Linked DNA regions of Mus musculus: region 1 is linked to region 2. Evidence: chromatin contacts called from public Hi-C data. All regions are on one chromosome and are shown on one strand. Each heading gives the region's core, a stretch centred on a gene start, on an enhancer-like site or on the middle of the called end of the contact. The rest is flanking DNA. Distances are from core to core; before and after follow the strand shown. Region 1 overlaps Adk (adenosine kinase). Region 2 has its middle 15 kb from the start of Gm30212.

Region 1 (7,557 bases), core at 4,395-6,894, 240 kb after region 2:
GGAAAAATTCGGTCAGCAGTGACATTTGTTTTTCTGAGCAGGATTTTGCTTGTTTCTATACACGGAATACTCTGCTCTAGGGAATGGTTTCAAGTTAGTCAAGTGGAACAATTACAGTTGTGATGTGATTAGTCCAGAACTGTGGGGCTCCTGCTTGGCTCTGTGAATAATCCCGTAATGAAACCGGTTATTAGTTTTCTATGGATTTGTTTTTACCCCATTACAATCATAGTTTTATAAATGGAATAGCTTAAAATAAGAAAAATGCCCCTTTGATTCAGTGTTTTTTTCCCCTTGTGGTAGTTACTGTGTTTGAACATTAACACGTCTGTGAAAACGTGGCCTGGGAGCCCATTTAAAGGGTTTATTTTGGACTCAGAGACTTCAGTCAGTCTGGGGTGGCTGGCTTCATCACTGTGAGACTGTGGCAAAACAGTGTGGTGGCAGGGTGCTGTTCTGGGAGACCAACAAGCACAAACAGAGAGATTTAAAGGGAGAGAGGTGAGAGAGAGGGAAGGAGAGAGGCAGCTATGAGGTAATTCCTTTTAAGAACACACCACCACCAGGGAGGCCTCCCATCTTCCTACTTTGTGTCACCTCTCAATAACACGGTTAAATTCTTAATCCATTAGCAGGATAGTCCACAGATTAAGACAGAGCTCCCATGATCCCTTCCTTATCCAGAAATGTCCCTTGTGAACATTGCATTATGGACAAAGCCTTTAACAAAAGCCAGGGGCCGAGGACCTGCATTTTATATCCAAGTCATATCTTCATACTAGGTACTGCTCAAAGATTCTGTATAGTTTTGTATACTTATCATATCTCAATAAAGGAATCAAAAAAGTGAAAGATACTAACTTTATTTGTAAATAGAGACTTAAGAATAGTTTGATTTCTTATATTTGAGCATACCTGCAATGGTAAAAGATAGAACCACTTTTATATACATATTCATTTATAAACATATAAATTTTACATTGCTTGGAATGTGAATAGTGTTGAGATGTGATCAGGAAAATTCATGAAAGAAAAGTTAATAATTGCTAAAGTTATTAACAAAAACTTATTCATACCACTTTATAGAGATAGCCTAAACTGGATAGTTGATTTTCCTCCCACTTTGCTATACTCCACAAAGCAGGGGGAGAAAAATCAATCTCTCTTCAAGGGGCTTAGGTTTATTTGTTTGACTTTGAAAGACAGATGCTAAGGCAAAGCCCAGTACCTATTTTGTCACACATCGGGTGGGAGACACAGGAGTAAAGGGACCTGTCACAGGTAAACCAGCATTCATCACAGTGCTGGGCCAGAGGCTGCTCTTCTGCTTCCCTCTTAAGCTCCCCACCCCCTTCTTCTTTTTGGCTCCACCAAAATGCTCCTAAAGCATACAGTAATTTTATTGTATTTATTTATTTTTAAAGATGATTTTACTTTGTATTTATAAATGTTTTGCTAGCATGTTCACCACACGTGTGCATGGTTCCGGTGGAGGCTAGATGTTGGGTTCGATGGCCCTGCAGTTACAGATGGTTGTGAGCTGCCACGTGGGTACTGGGAACAAAACCCCAATCCTCTGCAAGAGCAGCAAGTGTTCTTATCCACAGTCAACTCTCCATGCACAGTCATTTTAAAAGAAGGTTAGTGTTCGGTTTAGTGACTGAGAACAACACACACAGTATCTTGCCGCCTAAATTAATATCACAGGACCAATTTGTGATTTTAGAAATCACCTTAGACCTACAACCAAATGGGTTGCCGAAAACTGATTAGGTATTGTGTATATCTGACTTTTTTCAATTTGAAGATATTTAAAATTCTTCCAAGGTGAGGCAAAAATTCAAAGGTTTATGTCAGATTAATACAGAAAGCTTTTGTGCTTAGGAAATGTCAGACTTATAGTTTAATTGAGTTATATTCTGAATTTTGTGTGTTATATGGTATATTAAGCCTATTGTGTATTTTTCATTTCCTTGAGAGTTTTAATCAGAATCCTCATCACTGAAGTCCTTGCTTGCCTTGGGTCTCCTTTCCCGAGAACATGTCCAACTTCTTCCATCTTACTTCTTTGATTTGATGCATGTTACTTCCATTGGGAAATTCAAGCTAAGGTTCCAGTCTCTTTCATGTAGGAAACATTTATTTATACACTGTGTTTGTTTCCAGTGGAGGGAACCAATCCTAGCCTCAGGGATACAGGCGAGCACTCTAAATACTGAACTACATCCCAGCAGGGCCCAGAATCATTACTTTTCAAACTGTTTTTCTATGTAGTCTTAATCTTTACAAAGTAACTTTTCTATGTTGTTTGAATTAGTCTTTGAAAAGCTCCTTAGGGTGTACACTAGTACTCTATGCAGAATACAGAAAATGCATACAAAGTCTTCTATTTTATCTCAAGTAGAAGGAACATGTGTTAGTACCAGTAGCATAAAATTATTCTTTTATTTGAACAAAATTGGTACTTATTTCATGTGTGTTGCTGTTTTGCCTGCATGTATGTCTGTATACCACATATGTGCCTAGTGCTTGTAGAGGCCAGAAGAGTGTATCAGACCCCCTGGAAGCTGGTGAACTGGTTGTGAAGTGGGTGTTGGGAACTGAACCCAGATCTATTGGGAAGCAGCCGGTGCTCTAAACTGCTGAACCATTTCTGCAGCCCCATGTAATTAACTGTGTATGAGAAATAACTTTGATTTTTCTTCAAGTAGCATGCTATCTAGAATAAGAAATGAAGTGCGTCCCTTCTTGCAGGGAGAATTGCGGCCATTACCATTGTCATCATCAATATTATTACTGAACTGATGATCATACAGTCTTTTTTTACACAAAAATTATCATTTATCACAAAACAACAAACTAAGCTTCTGATAAAATTCAAAATATCTGTGTGATAGGCATCTTACCCCAACTCTCCATTGTGATCAGTGGGTACTGGCTCCATATTAAAGCGTGAAGTACACCTTCTGCATCTCCTAGGGACCTTTGGGTATACTGCGGCTTGGATGTATTATTTTTGAGACTGAAGCTAGGTTATGTGGACTTGTTCTCCAAAAAAATGAAGAGATGATGTCTTCCAGAGGGCCATCTTTTTAAGTAATTGAGACAAAACTGAACAAAACCACTACTAGTTGTAAGTGTAGTTAGTGAGTTTGTAGTTTGTGTCTTCTTGGAAGTGGAGTGCTACCACAAGCATACTGTCTGTGCTATTTTGAGTTGGTTGATCACTGAGATGGACCGTCAGAAGATACTCTGAGCTCATATCATGGACTGGAAACCCATAACTTCCAGCAGACTGTGATTGGAAGTTTGCTTTATCATCGCTTTATTCTTTGCTTCTGGCTCCCTCTGTGGAACTCCGTTAAGACTGCAGCATGACTTTCTAGTAATTTAACAAAGCCGTCAAGGTTTTATGTAGAAGAGATCAGGACCTTCTTTTGAAGTTTTCTTTTATATCCAATCACTCTGGGTGACATTTTGACCATGGGACCCCAGTTCTTTTTTTAAAAAATGTTAGTATGTGTGAAAACATTCCTCATAGCAAAGTTCCCCCAATAATGTATGAATTTGTATTATTCTTGAAATTGCTTTGTGTTAGTGAGAAATTTAAGGTATCGCCTGAGTGAATGAAATGCGTGTTGCACTTAGGCCTACCTAAATGTGCTCCCTTATACTTTCTTAGCAGAGTGCAAAAGACTTGATTTTTCTCCAACATTTGAATCAAATTCGTTTTTAAGTGCTCCTAATTTTAGCAAGTATTTCATGTTGGTAGTTAAGTTTATATAGTTACTGTAACTGCTCTTTTGGTTTGAGCTTTTAAAAGACAGTTTTAGGTTTCTCTAATCAGGTATTTTTGTTTTTTTGTTTTTTTTTTTTTTTAAATATGTTGCTCTGGACTTTGAGTATAGCTTAGTGATTGAGTGCTTGCTCGCTCTCTCTCTCTCTCTCTCTCTCCCCCTCTCTTTCTCTCTCTGTGTGTGTGTGTAGCAAAAGAGAGCATTAACCTTTTAGATACTTATTTTATCAAAAGTCATGAGATTTGCTCAACTCCTGTCAGAGAACTTCCTCCTGCATTAAATGGGAGTTAACACGGAGATCCACAACTAGATAGTAACAGAGGAGGAGAGACTTTTGCAACACTCAGTGGTAAATGAGAGGTCTTCACCAAACTCCTTCCATCAAGGATCAGGCATCTCTGCTGAAGAGGAGGCAGAAAGGCAGTGAGAACACACACAGCAGTACTGATGTGCATACAAACTGAAGAGACCGTGCAACATACACAAGGCCTACACAGATGGGGTCCTGGCAATGAGGGGTGTGGACAGAGGCTCTCACCCATAACCAAGAAGCTGTTTACACTTGATACAAAGGGGAAAGCAGCTCTCCTATGGAGTGTCACTGGGTGTGTCAACTGCATTACACAGCAGGCCCTATGCCCAGGAGTGTTTAGCCAACACAAAATAAACTCTGTAGTATTTTTGTAGACTTTTGTTTTATTTTGGTACTTTTTTTTTTTTTGTCCTATTATTCTTTTGCTTTTTATTTTTCTGTTTTTGTGTTGGGAGGTCGAGGTGGGGAGGAGGATCTGGGAGAGATTGGGGGAGGGGAACCATCATGAAAATATACTGTGAAAACATATCTTTCAGGTTTAAAAAGTCTTGAGTTATATAGTACTCTTACGAAGCTTTTGCTTGCAAGTGCCTCACAGTCTTCGGTGTGGATGGTTTGGAGTTTCTCATCCCTGGTGTTCTGTTATAGGCTGGGACCCTTCATGGTGACGAATGGCTAGTGCAGCTCTAGAGGTAATTATAGTTGAGAATTTAGTGACAATAAGAGAGTGTTTCTTTTAAAAAACTACTCAGACAAACTTTCTAATGTGATTGTCCTCTGTATCACATGTTCTTTCTGAGTCAGTTGCAGAGCAAACAAATGGGTTGGGGATTTGCCTCAGTGGGTAGAGTACTTGTGTAGTGTGTTTGAGGCCCTACGCCTGGTTCTCAGAACTTTATAAATCAGGGCGTGGTGCATGTTGGGTTGCAGATGGGTCACCGCATGCACTTGACCCTTGGGCGGGTTGTGTACATCTACTCATGTCCTCAAGTTTCAGCACCATGTGCATTATCCCCCGAGCCTTCTCCCTGGCCTGCATATATTTAATGGTGTAAAAACTATTAATTAAGTTATGCATCAGGCACTGTTTAATGCCTAATTTAAACCTTCCCATTTTCATTATTATAATGAAAATATTCCTCACATTTCTGCCTATTTTCAGATAAAAACAGTGTTAAGTACCATACTTTTAATTTTACTAACGACTCTCCTGAGGTATGACAATCATAATTAACAAGAACGTTTCTGCCTTGGTGCCAGGGATCCCATCCGGTGCCTCCCACATGCGAGGGAAGCACCTCCCCACCCCTACCTACCTCACTGTGCCCTCTGCCTTTGCCATTTTACCTAACGCTAGTCATTGCTCAATATGTGTGCTGTGAAAACATCTGAACCCGGGGGTTGCTCTTTTGGTGAAGGAACTTTGATCTTTATTTTCTGATCACGAGCTTTCAGTTTGAATACAGGTTGGCAAAACACTTGTGAAATAGAATACCTAGTGGTATATAGCTTTATGTTCCTGTCTGTGGCGACCACTTTGAAGTGGTGTTTTCTCCTTCCATAGAAGCCTCCCAGGCATGGCTTCTCAAGGGCACTGTGAGTCATTCCTGCCTTGAGAGCAATTGTAAACCTCTCCTGCTTTGCTCTCTCATCATCTCTAAGGAAATGTGTCAGTTGTCTAACTAGTTTCATTATTGATATTTGGCCTGTTAGGGTGTCTTAGTGATTCCAATTCCTTTAGGGTTTGTAATTTCTTTTTTCTTCTTTTTCTTTTCTTTCTTTCTTTCTTTCCTTTTTTTTTTTTTTTTTTTAGTTTTAAGATTCTTAAGCTGGTGATAGTGGCACACCCCATTGATCCCTGCACTCAGGAAGCAGAGAGGCAGGTGGATCTGTGAGTTCAAGGCCAGCTTGATCTACAAATGAATTCGAGGATGGCTAGAGCTACACAGTGGAGCTTGTGTCTTCAAAACAAAGTAAACAGAAAGATTCAGAGATGTTCCTGAAAATTTTGTGTTTTGAGATAGGGTCTCACAGTGTGCCCCTGGCTGACCTGGAACCCACAAACGTGTGCCTCCACAGTCTGATAAAGGCACGCTGCCCCACAGCCAGCCCAGAAGGTTTCTTGACCTCCCTGATCTGGTTTCTGGCCAGATTTTACATTAGAAGAGCTAGGTTGTCCTGTAATTTTGTTTCCTTCCATCTCATCTCAGGAGCCAGCCAAAGGTAAAGTTCCCTCTGTCTTTGTACCTTTACGCGCTCAGTATACTTTTGTTTTTAGGCTTTCTTACTTATGTTTGGTGATTGGGTCTCAGGGTATGTCCCTGGCAGGACTGGAACTTGGTAAATAGGCCCGATTCTCCTTAAACTCAACCACCCTCCCTGAGCTGAGGTTAAAGGTGTTCACTAGCATACCTGACTCAGTATGCTTTTTAGTGAATAAAATGTCTTGAATATCCAGAATGTCTCCAACTCTGACTCTACTCGTTCTTTATTCCTTGATGATTCCCTCCTGAGGTGTTAACAGTAGGACCCAAGGTTGCCTGCCTCCAGTCCTGCCCCTTCTGTCATTCTGCTTATTAAGTAACCTTCCGTTCACTTTGTCCTGTCCCCTCCTAATGGTCCACCTCTATGAAAGGTGAATTCATCCCACAGTTGACTATAATGTTAACAGACTTGAAGAGATGGGTGTGGCTCAGCATGCCTAGTTCACTTGTGAGACCAAGGCAGGAGGTGATATGTTAGAATAGTGGCTCGAGTTGGAACATAGCACACCAGGCCAAAACAGTTCCACGTGTAAGAGGGGCAAGGTGGCAGCAGAAAAGAGAAGGGGGGAAGAGAGAGAGAGAGAGAGAGAGAGAGAGAGAGAGAGAGAGAGAGAGAGAGAGAGAGAGATGGGGTATGGCTTTCTTTATATATATGGGTAATGATGTAACACAAGTAAAGGTAGGAGGTGAGCTAAGTGGATTCTGGGGATATGGTGGCTGTTGCCTTGGTAATGGGTCTGCAGGTCCCACCTATGTGATGTCACAGGTTTCAGAGGTCCTGATGCCAACAGGAGGACTGTCTTGAGTTTGATGTCAGCCAAAGACAGACAAACACCACCAAACAAAATTGCTTTAGTGGTTCTGTAATTGTCCAGTGTCAAGCATGGCTTGTAAGTTGTTGCTAACTGGGACCTTGCCTTCTCCTTCAGTGATAGCCTCTGGAGTCAGCTTTCTTCTGTCACCCCCCACCCTTTTCAGAAAAATTTAGCCACTTCTACCTCCCCAATTCAGCCCTAATGAATTTGTTCCTACTATACTGTAATTTTTCTGAGAGTCTCTAATATTAGACTGAGTTTCTTAATGACTAATTACATCCCATTATGCTGGCTACTCTACATAGTTTTGTGTACTGCATTTTGTTGCTTAAATTCCTAAATGCTTATGGATTATGGAATAAGTATTC
Region 2 (7,388 bases), core at 2,440-4,939:
CCACTGCCCAGCCCTATGTGGGAATCTTAAAAAGAGACTAAATACATTTTTTTTTGTCAGATAAAGGGTAAATTTTGGGGAGGGGGCAGAAGGGATAATACTATGGTTTAGGGAGACATGTTTACATGTGAAGCTGACAATGAGTGGACTTGTGGTGGTCAGTTTTGATCGTCAATTTTATTGGATTAAAAAACTACTAGGAAATAAGGAAAGTCGTGAAGGTGTTTCCAGAGGATTCACTAAACAGGGAAGACCTGCTCTGCATATGGGTGCCACCATCCTATACATTGGAGACATAAATGGAATAGAAGGGGTGACAAGGAAGCTCTCTGTATGCTGCTTCTGATTATCGTGAAGTGAGTCTTTGTGCCCTACGATGCTCCTGTGATGAGCTGGAAACTCTGAGGCCAAGGAAGCATGCTCTCTCTCAAGTTGTTTTGCTTAGATTCCTGCTCACATACAACAAACCCTACCCAGGGCTTCTGTTATATATTAACAAATAGCACATGGAACAAAGGGATTTGTGCCAGGTACTCCGGGGGATGTTGTGTGAGGTTGATTTCTTGACTATGACAAAACTGCTCAGATTCTTTAAGTGTGCTGTGGACAGGTTAAATGTCCAGAATTCACAACTTAGTACTAAAAGTCCCTGTGGCCAGATATATTTGGAATTTAAGGCTTTTCCAGATCTTAATATGGTAATAATGAGAATGCACTATTTATTCCATAGTGTTCTGCAGAGCGAGGTAAGGCCCCGTGATCAAACACATTCTTCTACAGCAAATACATGGATATTTATCTGAATACACCGGACAGAAGATATCAACTTTATTCTGCATTATAATTATTTTAATTTTTAGGCCTTTCTGGAGCGTGACACTGGATATGATGGTGAACTTGCACTGGGTGTTTTTCCCTAAACATCTAGAAAGACTAATGGGCCTCTTTTGTTTTATTCTCTTGGGGTACCAGGGATAGAATCCAGGGTCTTATGCATGCTAGACAAGTGATCTACCATGGAGTTATGTCTAGCCCAAATTTCACAGACCTTTGAGTATATCTGCATCTACACAGTCAAACACTACCCTTTGCCCTCTCCTGTGTTGATTAGATGAGGTGAATATCCTGGTGGCTGAAGAAGTAGGGAGAAGCTGAGTACCTAAGATTGTTAAATGGAGCCTGTATATCTGGCTGGGGAGTTATGGCAGGCAGGCACTAGGTGAAAAGGAAGGACATAAATAACAATGTTTTGGAAATAAATATGTTATTGTTGTTTTCTTACAAATGTTTTAAAAATGTAGATTTACTTATTTTATAGGTATGGGTGTTTAGCGCCTATATGTATGTGCAATATGTGTGTGCCTAGTGTTCATGGAATTCAGAAGAGGGTATTAGACTGCCTGAAACTAAAGTTAGAGATGGTTTTGAGTTACCACGTGGATGATGGCAAAGAAACCCAGGTCTTCTGCAGTAACAGCAAGTGCTCTTAGCCACTGGCCCATCTCCTGCCCTTTATGGCTGATTTCCTTTTTGTACTCCTTTAGTTTTTCAGATGCCCTTTAAAAACTACAAACTTGGCTGGGCCAGGGTGGCATGTCCTCTAATACCAGCCCTTGGGAGGTAGAGGGAGTTGGATCTCTGAGTTCCAGGTCATCCACAACTATGTAGTTGAGACCGTATTTAAAAAACAAACAACCAAGAAAAATGCCCCTCTCTTTCTATCTTACTGTTGTTTTCTACTCTAAGAAGTTATTGCTCTTCAGAGGAGACAGGACCAGGGCTGATGCTCATCCTAAGGGCAAGACCTTGGGTTCCTGGGAAGATAACTTCCTGTTGTTTTGGCCCAGAACTGAGGTAGGGTGGGTGGAATGCAGGCTTGAGGCCAGTGTCTCCCTGGAGGATTTCCAAGAAGACTTCCTGATTTAACAAAAACAATACAAACACAGGGAAAACTCTGGAGCCTAAGAGGAGATACCTCTGTGAGAGGAGATACCTCTGTGATGGAGGTTTGTACAGAGAGCAGCCCCAGGTCAGGGTGTCCTCTCTCTGTGTGTCCTGATGCTTAAAGAAAAAATATTGTTATTGTTATTATTTATTAGTTATTTATTTTGGGCTTTTCAAGACAGGGTTTTTCTGTGTACCTGTGGCTGTCCTGGAACTCACTCTGTAGAACTCAGAGATCTACCTTCCTCTGCCTCCCAAGTGCTGCTATTAAAGACATGAGGCACCACCGCCTGTTTTTATTGTTATTGTGTGTGTGTGTGTGTGTGTGTGTATGTGTGTGTGTGTGTATTTGGGGATATGTGCACGTCAATGCGGGAGCCTCTGGAGATGGAGTTACAGCAGGAGGTTGTGAGCTGCTGGGACCTGAAGTAGGGTCCTCTGGAAGAATAGCAAGAACTAGTAATTGCTGAGCCATCTCTCCAGCTCTCAATCTGTTCTTTTAAGCAGCTAAGATGATTTTCCAAGTCTGTCATAATGGATGCCTTTAGTCCCAGCTACTCTGGAGACTGGGGTGAGAGAGTCACTGAGGTCTAAGAGTTTGAGACCAACCTGTACAATATAGGAAGAGTCTTAAGAAGCAAAATCCAACCCAAGCCAACAAAACAGAGTTATTTTCTTACGATGACAGGTAATTTCGAATCCTCTTCTTTCCTCTCCCTCATTGCACAGTTGATATACCGTGTCATAGTGGCCTAGGCCATAAGATATGGTAGTGAAGAATGAGAAATTCATTAGTAGGGCCATTTGACAATTGGCCTTTAAATAGAGGATAATTAGACCATATATGTGTGAGGTCGAGCCTGGATCACAGAGCTCCACTAAGCTGTACTCAGAGGGGTCAACAGAAGATACTACACATCCTAACCCTGGCCCCATTATCAGCACTATATTGTGCTACAATTTTATAATATTTTCATACAACTTATATAAGTTGCCCTACTATGTTATAAAACAACATATGTGGAGAGACACTCAAATATACATGTAACTATGTAGGTGTAGTATGTGTTTGTGTTACAACTTTAATTTGCTAAGTCATAACAATTAAAATATACTACAACTTTAATATTTTTGCATTTATTTATTTATGTGGGGGAGAGGTTGTATAGGTACATGCATAGAGGTTACAGGACAATTCGCAAGACTCAGTTCTCTCTACTGTGTGGATCTCTGGAGATCAATCTCAGGCCATCAGGTATGGTGGAAAGACGATCCCCCAGTCATCTTCGCTCACCTAATTTTAGTAATCTTTTTTGGTACTTAACAAATGTATCCTGAGCCTTAAATATTAAGATATATATGTGTGTGTGTATATATATGTGTGTGTATATATATATATGTGTGTGTGTGTATATATATATATATGTGTGTGTGTGTGTGTGTATGTGATGTGTACTATATACTAAATACTACAATACTATATATTATAAATTACACATTGTATAATATATACTTTATTTAAATTATAGTATAAATTATATTAATATAGATTAATGTAATACAATTAGTCTGGCCTTGTTTTCTTCTCTGATAAGGGTAAGGGGAGCTTCAAGGAGGAGACCAGAGTGTCTGGCCTAGCTGGACACTTGGGTCAAGATCACCTAAAGTTTGGTATGTTCTGCCTGCTGCTGGGCCCTGTTTTTCAGTTTCTCCCAACGCTGGCTTCATCTACGTCACGCTGGCGCCCTCTCCTGGGTGAAATATGACAGTGGATAGGAAAGTGCTCACGCTGCTGGCTGGAAAAGGAGAAACTTCGTGGAATGGCTTTTGGGCACTGTGATGGGACCCTGGGTGGAAAGAGACTTGGAGAAGGGACCTATTTAATTCAAAGCTATGTATGCCACGCTTGGGGTTTAGGAAGTTGTTCTGAGATCGGCAATGAGGGTCCAGACTATTGAGAGAAATGCTTTACTGTTAGAAATTCAAGATTCATTTCTTTCCCTTCTGCTTCCTGACTCCTTCTGATGACTGTGAAGTACCTGGCATCCAGGAGCAGAACAGCCATCCTCCTCCGTGCAGTGAGATGGGTTGTGAATTCTCAGGAGGAGGGGAGGAGGAATTCTTGCTGAGGCCACCTGGCCAAGGCTGAGCTCTCTTGCCTTTTAGTAAATAAACAACATTGTTTGGAGGGTGCAGGGGTCTTAGCCGTTTAGTAAAAGTACGTCTTCACTGCGAATGTGGGGGTTATCTCTGTGGGGTACACAATAGGATTTAGGCCTCCCAGTCCTTCTCCTCAACATATTGGTGAGCAAGTGAGTCCCAGTGAGCTTCTGAGATAAAAATAACACAGGGAGCCCGTGGCTTAGTGCAGCTGCTGTGGCGGGTGCTTTGACCGAAGCTGGTATCAAGTTATTGGGGAAAGAGATAGGTCTTTGAAGGCTGATATCACCAAGGCAGAAGTTTTAGTCATTACAAGCAAAACAGTTTGTACTGGCACAGCTTGCTTTGCCCTTCACCCCAACCTCCTCCAACATTACAATTCCTTTCATTATTGAAAATGGAAGCTCTAAACTGCGCAACAAGCAGTTCTTTTTCTAGTCTAGAGCTTGCAGAGTCCTAAACACGGTTTAGTTTTATACAGTCAAAGAGCACTAGTGTGTGAAGCTCTGGGACCTTAAGGTTACCCAGTTTGGGAATAACGTGGATACCAACTTGCTAGTCTTGTTTGCCTACTCTGCCTCCCTTCCTCCCTCCCTCTCTCCTTCCCTCCCTCCCTTCTTTCATTCCTTCTTCCTTAGTGTTGCTCTGAGCCTGTCAGCAATGGTGGCAGAACTAACCTCTAAGGTCCATGAAACAAATTGCAAAGCTCCTGAAAGCATACCTTCCTCTGCCCATGTGCCTAAATTATCCCTAGAGGATTGATGCCACAAGCCCTTGCTTGGTTTTGGATCCAATAGGAGTGTGGCCACTTTATTGATGGATAAGAAAGAGAAAAGGCAGAGCGGCAATAAATAAATAAACAAACGAACAAACAAATAAATAAATAAGCAAACAAAAGTATCTTTAGGAAGCAGTGTATGTCTAAGAATTAGGTCCGCTTTGACTGATGAACAAAGTGGATTTATTTGAAAAATAAATTCGGACTCATTATCAGATAAGTAGTAGAAAATTGTTCCTGAGGCACTAGGGAACAAACTTAAGACCGAATGAATTCTGGGCAAGCATTCTATCAATATAGGGTGAATTGGTTAATACATGCTATAGATCCTGAATACTGGTGTATGTGTGTGTGTGTGTGTGTGTGTGTGTGTGTGTGTGTGTGTGTGTGTGCAGGTGTGTGAAGGTATGTGAAGGTGTGTGCAGAGGCCACAGTCCAACTTCAGTATCACTCCTCAGCATCACCTCTGAGACAGTCTCCCATTGGAGCCTGAGACTTCCTGACTGAGGTAGACTGGCTACCCAGTGAGTTTCCAGGATCTTCCTGTCTCTGTCTACTCAGCATTGGGATTCCAAATGCTCATCACTAGGCCTGGTCTTTTGTCTAACTGGAGAGCAGGTCCTCCTGCTTGTACAACAGGCATGCCAATGACTGAACTATCTCCCAATATGCAGAAGAGGACTTAAATCAAATATATAGCTTAATTCATTATAGGACAAAACCACACATCTTTAAAAAAAATAAATCTTGGGCTGGAGAGATGGCTCAGCGGTTAAGAACACTGACTGCTTTTCCAGAGGTCCTGAGTTCAAATCCCAGCAACCACATGGTGGCTCACAACCATCTGTAATGAGATCTGGCGCCTTCTTCTGGTGTGTCTGAAGACAGCTACAGTGTACTTATATATAGTAAATAAATAAATCTTAAAAAAAAATCTTTGCAGCATCTCCAAAAATCCCATCAGATATCTGTGCCACACCATGAGCACCACTCCTCCCACGAAGTACCCCTCTCTGGATGGTTTTTGTTTTTGTTTTTGTTTTTGTTTGTTTTTTTGAGACAGGGTTTCTCTGTGTTGCTCTGTCTGTCCAGGAACTTGCTTTGTAGACCAGGATGGTCTTGAACTCACATAGATCACCTACCTCTGATTCCTGAGTCCTGGGACTAAGGTGTGTGCCACCACATACACTTACTCTCTGGAGTTTTGTAACAATCACATGACGTGCATTTGGGATAAGATATTTGCAATATCTTATCTTATTATATTTTCTTAGAATTAATATATTATTATATGCAATATATTATAGTATACCTTGCATTATCTTAGGATTAATATCTTGAATGTTCAACGAATTCCTGCACATTGAAGAAAAGGACCAGAAATCTGATTAAAATTGAGCAACAAATATAGTAGTAAATTAAAATTAGAAATCCAAACGGCTGACAACGGGACGAGAGATGGAGCTCAGTTAACAGAGTGCTTGCCTAGTGTTCGGGAAGCCCTGAGTCTGACTCCCACGCCTCTGTAATCCCAGAATGGGGAAGTCGAGGCAAAAGGATTAGAAAGCCAAGATCATCTTCATCTACCAGTAAACCGAGTCCACCCTAGGGTACAAGAGACTCTACCTCAAGCAGAAAAGAAAGGATTAAAAACTTAAGTGATGAGAGTAGCTGACAAACATGGAAAGATGGACTGAAATGGAGATCTCTGGTTTCTTTAATAACTCAGTTGTGGCGCGTGCATGCCCTCTCACAAGACAGCTTCCTGAAGAACATCACATGCCACAACTGAGTTGTTAAAGAAACCAGAAATTTCCACTTCAATGGATGCTCAATCTTAGAGCACTTTAAGCAATGTAAATTAAGTTATGAGGTCTTACACAATAGAAGAATACATGATTACTGTATGTGAGTCCAAGGGCTTAATTCCCAGCACAAAGCAACGACAATAATAATGAAAACAAGTTATTATCACTTTGTACCGATAGGGTCACAGCAAAGTAAGACGTGACAGGTAATCCACCGAGTGTGGCAAGGATGTGAGGGAAAAGGAACCAGGAGTGTCAGTGAAGGCTTGTAAAGCTATTCTGGATGCCATCTGACTATATTTCATGAATTTAAACATACATATGCCTAACGAGCCAGCAATCTCATACACGGCACATGAGCAAGCGTATTCATCAGAGGGGTAGATATGGAAACAGGTTGGTGTTCACCGGAGAAGCAGAAAAGTAAAGTGTCTGAATACACACACACACACACACACACACACACACACACACACACAGCAGTTTCATATAGCAGTCAGCTATGGTATAATACTAGTTACAGAGGCTAAAGTCATATCTATTCATTAAACTGTACTATGGCTTTTTTTTTTTTGGAGTGCCTATATACCCAAAGGATTTACACATTATATATGTACATATCTTATGGGTTAGGGAGAAGGATAAGCAAGGTCACAAACCAGGAAACCAGGAGTGATACCTACTAACGATGGGCATGA

What was found. A called contact is a pair of places that touch in the nucleus more often than the background predicts.
Region 1: a contact with region 2 is called in a Hi-C map of cerebral cortex, with 3 times the contacts expected there. The contact joins two enhancer-like sites. A contact is called at or near these places in 23 of 484 Hi-C or Micro-C datasets (B cells, the Ba/F3 cell line, the C2C12 cell line and 15 more) and 2 of 115 datasets of contacts at active chromatin or transcription factors (CD8 T cells and memory CD8 T cells).

What each region holds. Positions count from the first base shown.
Region 1 is chr14:21,107,372-21,114,928 of GRCm38.p6, forward strand. All of the region lies in intron 3 of Adk (adenosine kinase), which reads left to right. Among named protein-coding and RNA genes, the nearest start is that of Adk, 59 kb to the left of the region's middle. Within about 2 kb of position 5,645, at least 51 of the 459 cell types and tissues checked have an H3K27ac peak or open chromatin away from gene starts, as enhancers often do.
Region 2 is chr14:20,869,827-20,877,214 of GRCm38.p6, forward strand. No RefSeq gene overlaps it. Among named protein-coding and RNA genes, the nearest start is that of Gm30212, 15 kb to the right of the region's middle. Within about 2 kb of position 3,690, at least 47 of the 459 cell types and tissues checked have an H3K27ac peak or open chromatin away from gene starts, as enhancers often do.